Linked DNA regions of Mus musculus: all the other regions are linked to region 3. A link is a contact called in public Hi-C and promoter capture Hi-C data. All regions are on one chromosome and are shown on one strand. Each heading gives the region's core, a stretch centred on a gene start, on an enhancer-like site or on the middle of the called end of the contact. The rest is flanking DNA. Distances are from core to core; before and after follow the strand shown.

The links. Promoter capture Hi-C pulls out the DNA fragments that hold promoters and counts their contacts. Hi-C and Micro-C count contacts between places; a contact is called where the count stands out from the background.
Region 1: a contact with region 3 is called in a Hi-C map of cerebral cortex, with 2.1 times the contacts expected there. The contact joins two enhancer-like sites. A contact is called at or near these places in 2 of 484 Hi-C or Micro-C datasets (cerebral cortex and palatal mesenchyme).
Region 2: a promoter capture Hi-C map of hippocampal neurons shows a contact between it and region 3, with 5 times the contacts expected there. The contact joins two enhancer-like sites. A contact is called at or near these places in 1 of 39 promoter capture datasets (hippocampal neurons), 2 of 484 Hi-C or Micro-C datasets (cerebral cortex and neural progenitor cells) and 1 of 115 datasets of contacts at active chromatin or transcription factors (embryonic basal ganglia).

Annotation. Positions count from the first base shown.
Region 1 is chr1:76,864,926-76,867,896 of GRCm38.p6, reverse strand. No RefSeq gene overlaps it. Among named protein-coding and RNA genes, the nearest start is that of Mir6343, 360 kb to the right of the region's middle. Within about 2 kb of position 1,451, at least 29 of the 459 cell types and tissues checked have an H3K27ac peak or open chromatin away from gene starts, as enhancers often do. A contact at or near this core is called in cerebral cortex, where this site is marked.
Region 2 is chr1:76,636,543-76,639,533 of GRCm38.p6, reverse strand. No RefSeq gene overlaps it. Among named protein-coding and RNA genes, the nearest start is that of Mir6343, 130 kb to the right of the region's middle. Within about 2 kb of position 1,358, at least 33 of the 459 cell types and tissues checked have an H3K27ac peak or open chromatin away from gene starts, as enhancers often do. A contact at or near this core is called in cerebral cortex and hippocampal neurons, where this site is marked.
Region 3 is chr1:75,924,289-75,927,263 of GRCm38.p6, reverse strand. No RefSeq gene overlaps it. Among named protein-coding and RNA genes, the nearest start is that of Gm32622, 11 kb to the left of the region's middle. Within about 2 kb of position 1,648, at least 50 of the 459 cell types and tissues checked have an H3K27ac peak or open chromatin away from gene starts, as enhancers often do. A contact at or near this core is called in cerebral cortex and hippocampal neurons, where this site is marked.

The DNA.
Region 1 (2,971 bases), core at 202-2,701, 940 kb before region 3:
GGAACCTCTAAAGCACAATTTTCAGATAGCTCACCATGTTGGAGAATGTCTGAGCCTCTTTTAGGCAGCCCAGCTTATCTGAGATTTTCTATGAAGCTCACATTTCCTGAGAGTGTCTCTCAGAAGTCTTTATTGCTTATATATGCTTCAGGGTAAAAACTAGTGAACCTGTTCAGTTTCAGGGACTTCCTAAAGGTTTTGACTTGTCTATTTCCTGAGATCAAATGCTTCCTTGAAGGATAGAATCTTTTACCTTCCCTTAGAGAATCCAGTGACTTAAGCTTTCTTCAAAGATGGATAGTCTATCTCGCCTAAGAAATTGGTAGCCAACAAACAGGAAGAATAGACAGAGAAGAGAGAGGGAGAGAAGAGAGAGGGTGTGAGAGAAAGAAAAGTAGGAGGAAAGGAAAGAAAGAGGGAAGAAAGAGAGAAGAAGGGAGTGACAGAAGGAAGGAAGGGAGTGAGGGAAAGAGATAAGAAAGAAAAGAGAGCTGGAGCTAATGAGATGTGCTGATGCTTCCAATGAGGACCGTCATAACTGGAGTTAATACTGTGGGAAAGATTAGCATTAGTTAGTCCTGAAATCCTATGAAAGATTGAAACTTTTCAAACAACAACAAAAACCCAGACATTGATATTGTGACACTAATTTTGAAAACATTTGTTTTTATAAATTATGGTAGCAAATTAAATAACATGTCTCACACTTTTTAAAAAATTAATCGTAATCCACATTATTCTAATAGTCATTTGAAGTGTATATAGGGAAAGGCATTGAGTAAATAATAACATGATGTACAGTGTTTATGAATATATAGCACATGTAAATATGTATAAACATACAAATACTGCATACAATTTTTTTTTTTTAGTTTTCATTTTTTATTCTTCAGAAGTAACGTAAGTGAAAGTAATTACCGTGTTCAGTAATCAAAAGCTATTGTATATTGGGTAAAAGTCATAGAAGCATGAAATCTACAATTACAGCAGAGTCTCCGTTACAGCCTAGAATAGAGTAAAGAGAAACCAAACAGATTCAGAGCACTCCCGATTGCGTGATGCCTGCCAAACCTTCCGACAAAGAGAACCCAACCGCCTGCTTCTACCTCTTTTTAAAATAGTTCCTGTTAGACACAAAGGAAGCCAGCCATGTTATCTGGCATGAGAACACAGAGTCAGACAGGAAGAATGTCCAACCTGAGTCCAGCCGCCCAGCGACTAGCCTTGTAAATAGAAGAGTGCATTTTGTTGGAGTCTGAGTCCCTTCAATTTGCTGTCCCTGTGTTTGGTGGAAACTGTGGACCCGCGTAGGTCAAGGGGAAGGGAAAGTATGGGTCACCCCGAGTTTATACCATGTAGTGTTTTCATTTTCCATCCAGCTAAGTACATCCAGGCTCCCTGTTGGGCAAGCCGTTTTTCCCTTGTCTGTTCTTTTCCAGGAAGACTGCAGATGACAGCCTCAGAATCCGACCAGCCCGAGCACAGATGGTAAAGATTACAACTTGCTGCGCACTGACCTTTCGAAGCTGCTTTTCTTCCCAAGGTTCTCCTCATTTGACAGCTAGACTGGCTTTTTCTCAATTAATTTCATTACCCAAAACTAGTGTCGCCTTTTCTCTCTCCCTCTCTGATGACTCCAGGACAAAGTTTAATTCTCGTCTAAGCAGACGAGACTTGCACAGGACACATTGTTTCCTTTCACTGTGTTGACACCTGGCCCAGAGAAGCTGAAGATAATGCTGACATTGTCTCCATGTTGGTTTGCTTATTTCCACAGGTACCTAAACTAATGAATTTCAACTGGTCCCTGAGATGAGCAATGAGTAAGGACCTTGGATAAAGAGGTCATGGGTTCCTAGATGGAGCCCTATCATAAATCAAGGGACAAGGGACATTTATAAGGTGGTTATAAATTCTCAGCATAAGGCTACAAAGTGAGCCTATACTTTGATCATAAATAAGGATGAAATCTAAACCAATATAAACCAAGGTGCCTAAATTAAATGGAAAGTACTGACTTAAAATGATAAAGAAAAAAAAAAAAAAAACAAAGTCATCTCAGCCCTGTAAAGAGTTGGTTGGAAAACTTAGAATAGACATTAAAGATCAGATATTTTCTTTATCCCCAAGCAGAGTTAATCCCAAGTCTGGGAGCTCACCCATGGGCACATGCACTAGATTTTTATGATCACCCAAAAGTAACAGTAGGTGCTATTTTACATCATAAAACAGCAAAAGATATGAGTGAATCCTTTTCCGTATCAAGAAGTTATATAGCAAGTTCTGTTCTGATGAATAGTACAAACCTATTAAGTTTTTAAGTTAAGAATCTACTTCTTGCCATACTTCAAACAGAGGTAAAAAAAAGCACTATAGTAATATAATCATTCTCTAAAACATGTTGAGATGCAACTCTGAACCATTATCTATGTTGTTTTATTTTGCTCAAACAAATTAAAGCTCGGCCATTGATCAGAGATAAAAATTACCATTTTAATACACACTTAGAATTCGGTCTAACTTTAGAAGGCTGTACAGTTAGACTTTTGATCTCAAATGAGAAGGTGATAAAAGTGTCGTGTAAGATTTGCTTATATTTTACAATTTCATTAAAAGAGGATTAACTTTTCAGGGAAAATATGGGGAAAAAACTAATTAAAATCGAAAGCCTCAATAAATTTACCATTCTGGTGTCATATAACACTCTGAAGGTGCAAGAGGATGTCGGGAGCAAAGCGAATCATTCAAGAAAAGTTTTAAAACAAATATAAGAAAATCCATTGTTAAACAAGCTGGGGGACTGTGCAGATTTATCAGTCATCCTGGGAGCCAGCAGGAAAGAAGTCAGGCATTGGCGCCATGATTGCTCACTAAAAGGACCAGCAGTTCCCATATTAGCAGAGGAAAGTGGAAACATTCTTCTAATTTCCTTGAACAATTTTGCCCATAACCATAAATCAGTTCTGTTCCT
Region 2 (2,991 bases), core at 109-2,608, 710 kb before region 3:
AATGTGAATGAACCAAGCACAGCTATAGAATGTATAAATTAAGTCCTGAGAAAACAGTATGTGTGATACAGTTCTCTGTAGAAAAGAAAGAGGAAATTTCAAAGCAAAACGCTGGATACTGGGAAATGTTTCAGCCCCGTTTTTTCTTTTTCTGCCTCTTTCTCCTGCCTCCACCCTTCATTCCTTTGCTCTCCTCCTTTCTCCATCTCCTCCCTTTGCTCCCCCAAGTGATACTATATTAGAAGCAAAGCTTTCAGTTAACATTCAGTATAAATTTAGGAGAACTGCTTAAACTTTCCCCAATATTGGAAAATTCATATTATTGAACATTTCTCATTCTGTGGTACTTTTCCCTTGGACCAAAATAATCCACCATCTGGGGCCTCTTTTCTAGTCACACTCTTCAGGAGTTTCTCTTTGTGAGATGGGGCACAGTGCTGATTCTAGACCTATATGAGTAGAAACACTTTGAAGTACTGAGTAAAAGCTGGGTGAGACCTGGACCTGACTTTAACCATGGTCGTGTAGATTCTTCTGGACAATACAGAAAGTCAGGGTTTCCAGCTCTGGAGAATCACATAGACCAAATTCCATGCCCAGTAAAAGAATGCATACTTCTCAGCACCTGTGTCTCTCTGGTCAGTTTCTTTCTCAATCTGTCACGCTAATTGTTAATCTTCTTTAATGCTCCTGAAACATTTTCCTTGTTACTCTCTAATCTTGATAAAATTTGAATTATCCTTCTCCTAACTCATTCTTGGATTGCACCCTAGTTAGCCTGCCAGAGCTGTTTTCTACCCTCCTGCTCTCTAACCTCAGGTAATAGGAGTGCTGTACTTGGGTCTCCTAGCCATGCAGGTTGTCCTGTACAGTCAATTTACATTCTGCACTGTGACTTCACTCCACAAATCATGAAATCTGGAGTACTCTGAAGGTCAATAAATCCCTCATTCCACGCATGTGTCAGTCTGAGCACTACCCCTTTAATTTATTTGTATTTTCAGTGTAGGAACGCCTATGAAGAGGATTATTCTAACATCTTTGTGAGGACACTTTGTATTGCTAAATTCCCACACCTTAAGCTTTCTTGCTAATCTACCCAACTGCCTCTGACCTAGGAAGATTCATTCACTGCTTAGCTGAAAGACAATGTGATATTTTGTGGGGTACAGAAGTGTCTCAAGAGCTTCCTAGAAGAAGAACTGGTTTCCTATTCCAAACCCAAGTTGTCCTAACGACTCTATTTAATTCTAACAGCAGATGTCAACAGGCCCGTTCACAATCTGCTTAGCAGCATAACAGCAGTATCTATTAACAGTTCTTAGAGTTTGAACATTACATGGCCCTGAGTTCATCGTGCATGTTGCCAATCCCCACGAATGTCACAAAAATATCTGATGATAAGCAATCTCCTCCTGCTCTCAGGATCCAACAGAAGGGATAGTGATTGAAATTCCAGCAAGACTGGAGTAGCGCATCAGAAAATGACCCTATGTGGTGTCTCAAAGCTTATTTTTCCTCACATCTTTGTTCCTGGGAAATCATCTCCTCTACCCTTCTCCGCCTCCCTCTCTAAAATTGCTCTTGCAAAGTTGGTTAGGGAGAAATACATCTATTTCCTTCATCAAAATCATTACATCAGGCTGAACCGTTTAGGGGGGAGCAGCGCTGTGATTCACTTGGAAAAGCTTTACAGGAATACTATGGATTGCTTTGAGGTGCGGGAGGGGGGGGGTTGGAGAGCTAGATTTGGGCTAAAGTATGCATAATAAACCGATAATGGGAGGCTCGGAGGGGAAAGTATACAGATGTCCACTGGAAATTTTCTCTAAAACTTTGCTACACATTTGAAAAAAAAAATGTTTCATTGTACACTGTTCGGGGACAACCCCCTCCCCCTTTCACACGTAAGACAAAGAGTCATTTACACACTCGGGGAGCTCACTGACAGCACTATGACCCCAGCACAATACAGGATTTACTTTCCACTGATGCGCAAATGGACGGGTCTTCATGTTGCGAGGCTGTAATTAGGGCGCCAGTTTAGAAATTTGGCAGTCAGTGCTAAATGGGAACAGTTTCTGCTTTGAACTGCGCTCATCAAAAGGCAAGATGGAACACGGGCTTTTGTCACGATAGGTCTGCATTGTAACCCGATGAAGGTCCAATTCAGCTAGCTCCGCTGTGCTTCTTCAGGCTCAGTTTTACCCAGGACCGCAACCAGCTCACCCTGGCCTTGAAGAGAAAGAGGAAGGAGGGGGTGGTGCAGCACGTTGTTCTGTATTATATATACATTCTTGATAGTAACAAAAGGCATAGATAGGAACAAACACGCGGCAGCACCATCTGATTGGCAAACACAATAGGAACCATTAAAGGGGAATGTTAAAGAGCCAGGACTAAAGCTGCCCATCCATATAGCTTCATATAATCTACTGAAAGAGGGGGCCATTATAAAAGCTGGTGTGCTACCTAACAGGATAATGATGTCTCTAACAATGCATTGCTTTTATAAAAACCAGAATTATTTTCTATTCACCGAATATCATTTATGAAAGAGAGGATGGTTTCTAACCTGATACACAAGCCAGTTAAGGAAAGGACAATGTTATACTTTCAATTCTAACAGCAATTATTGGTAATCTGAGACCACCTCATCCTATCTGGTTACCTTTTAGAAAAGGCGATGTTCTCTATAGCCACCTAAAAATGCTCATTGTTATCAAAGACAGTGTCTAGACAAGCATTTGACTTTCCTGTCCTGACCCACAGCTGTCAATGTCATCTCTCTGACTTTACCCTGGGCAGATACAGTATATATATATAATACGTGTCAAATTTCAAAGACATATTTGAAGTCCGTTGTACTTTTTCTCTCTTCACATTAAGTATTATCTAGGATTTGTTCAATTGTACTCTTTCATCATGGAATGTTTTCTACTTTTCCAAATAAATACTATTATATTAAAAAAAAAACTTGGACAAAAATTC
Region 3 (2,975 bases), core at 399-2,898:
ACATCTTTGCCCAATGTTAATATTGTTAGACTTTTATCATTTTAGCCAACCTACTTGCAGGTGAGTAGCAGTGTCTTATTATGGTTTTGATTAGTGTTTCTTATCTAGGACTGTTCCACTTCAAATACTGATGTGGGTGCCTGACAGGGGCCACAGGGTCTCTCCAGTCACATGGGTTGCGTCCCCTGGCACTAGTAAACAGCCTTGCAGACAGTCAATAGACTAGGACTAAAGTCAACACATTCTTACTATGGAGACCTAACAGGAATTGCAGTCTTGGGGGACTTCAGCACAACTCTGACCCTCTGAGGAGGGAATGAGCTAGAAGAGACTACGGAGCATGCACTGTGCCCATGTATGTAAATCACATGTAAAAGGCAGAAAGCAGACCCTCAAGCTATGATGCTCTGCAGCTGCCGTGCCTACCTGTCTCCACTCCAGAGAATGCCGGAACACCCAGGAGGCAGCAGGCAGGGTTCAACAAGGGTAAGGTTTTACTCTTGTCTTTAATCTGGTACCATGGGGACACTGGACCCTCACCCTTGGGATGTCCATAAAATATAAAAATCGGGGTTTCTTTGTTTGGCTCTTTCTTAATTGATTATCCATTTGTGTTCAAATAAATGAGGCTTCTTCTGGCTAGTGGTTAACTTAGAATCAGACAGTGGGAAGGCGTTACTGTCTATGGCACCTGTCACAGGCATAGGAAAGGCATCGTTGGTGTCCTGAAAATGTGCCTGATGAAAGCTAATATATGACCCAGAATCAGTAATCAGAAAGGAGGCTTTGAATCTCACTCATCTTAAGATTTGGGCCAAGTAACTTCTCTGTGAACTGATTTTTTTCCCATCTATATCAACTGGAGTTGAACCACTTTGAGGAAGGTCGGTGTCAAGGTCTAGTTCTCCCAATCTGTGACTTCCCTTCAACCTTAGTGCCTGGCTTTGCTAAGATACAAAAGCATCCACTCCCGGGTAGAGCAATGAGACCTGGGCCAGTTCCCGCCACACATCCAAGATGATAGAAAGCCCGACCCAGATTCTGCACTGGCTAATTGAGCATTAAGACACAACAAGGGCTCTATTGCGGCATAATAATGCATGCCTGGCTGATTTATTAAGCATCTAACTTAAAAGCGCATTGTTCTGCAAGGCCCCGTAGCTTAGGCAGCGCTCCATGGAAAACACTTGCGGTGAGGCTGCTGTAGTGTTCAGATCCTGTTACATCCCATAACTTCCAACTTCCCAGTCCCTAGGCTGCAGCCTTCAGCTCCCTTCCTGCCCTTTTCAGAAGCCTGACAGCCTGGGTCTGGCTCTCACCTCTTTGCAGAGCTGTGGCGCCCCCTGTCGGCACTGAGTTTTTCTTAGATTCTAACTATGCAGCAAAGGGAGGAGGGATTGACGGCTTTCTCTAACTCAGATGAAGCCAGGCAGAAGGCAAACGAAGAGAAAGAACCCCACAACCTGCCCCCTTGGCCAGCCTAATTTTACTCAGAGCACTTCTCTCTGGCTCCCATGTTTATGTTTATTTAAGCTCCACTCGTGTACAACGATAACAAAGCCTATGTTTTGTTCTCTATTGGAATTTCGGCTCCCTGCTTGGCATGAAGGAGGCACCTGGTAATATTTTCCCCGAAAGAATCATTTATTCATTCCATGAGTGGTGATGTCAGGTGGTAGCAACAGTCTCCAAGCAGAAGAAAGCAGGGTAAAGAGGATGGCGTGCCAAAAGTAAGTTTTGCTATTTCAGATGAAGTGATTAGGGAGTGGGGAGAGCTCTCGATAAAGATCCACAAACAGAAACAAAGAAAATAAGAAAATGTGTCACTCAAAGTTGTAGGGGAAGAATATTCTAGATTGAACCCAGCCAGTTTCAAGGCCCAAGTGAGAGCGTGACGAATTTGCAGGGGCCCATGGGCCTGAAGCATAGCACGAGAGCAGAAGGCAAGAGGGTTGAGAGGTATCTAAGGCCAAATCTCTAAAAGGGACAGGAGCTTGCCAGGCATGGACCAGATCCAACCCCGTGCCCTTTGTGGTAATGTGCCGGGTTATAGCCGTGCTGTGCCTTACCTTATCCTCCATGGCTTTGCTCATGCTACAGCAGATGAGCACACAGACACCAGGCCGGCAAAGGCCAAAATAGTCGCTGTCCAGCCCCTGCCCTCAGTCATCAGAGACCACTGTCAAGACTTCAGCTCTTCTCAGAAGAACAATGGGAAGCCACTAGAGGCCCAGACACTGAGCAGAAGGTTGACACACTCAGACTCACAACTTAAAAGGATCAGAGTTGCTTCTGAGGGAAATAAGAATTGTAGGGGTAGAAGCTGAAAAGTCAGTTAAGAGGTGAGAAATGGAAGTAGATTCGGCTAGAAATATTATCAGATTAGGAGATACACACCCCAGAAGCCCCTGTAACCTGCACTGCGTTTCTTTGCTTTTATGGATTCTAGCCTGGAGCTTCTGGGTTTATATGGGAGAGCTAAGAAGTCATCTGAAAAACTACAGTGTTGTTTCATTTCCATTTCTTTTCTACATCAGGAAGGAAGCCATGGCTATGATGCTAAATGTTGCAGAGAACAAGCAGCCATTTCTAATGATCTTTTGCTAATCATTCTAGGCTTGAGCTAGGGTCAAGACAAGACATTGGTTTATGTGCCAGTTCCTGGCAGCTTTCCTCATTGAAGCAGACAGACATTCAACTGGTTGGGGTTGGGGGGCACTTGGATTTAGGTCTGAGGGGGTTGAGTGCAGGTCAGGACATCAGCAAAGGCTTCAAGCTACAATTATGAATCAAACATTCCAGAGGAAGCTGAGGACCAGGGGACAATGTAATGACAATGGGAAATACCCAAAAGAAAGTATAAGGGTCGCACATCCTTACACATCCTTGCCCTCAGCCCAGCAATCAGCATGACTCAGGTAAAGCCTCACCTCCCATCATTCCTTGATGCAACACATACAGAGGCTGCCAGGTAG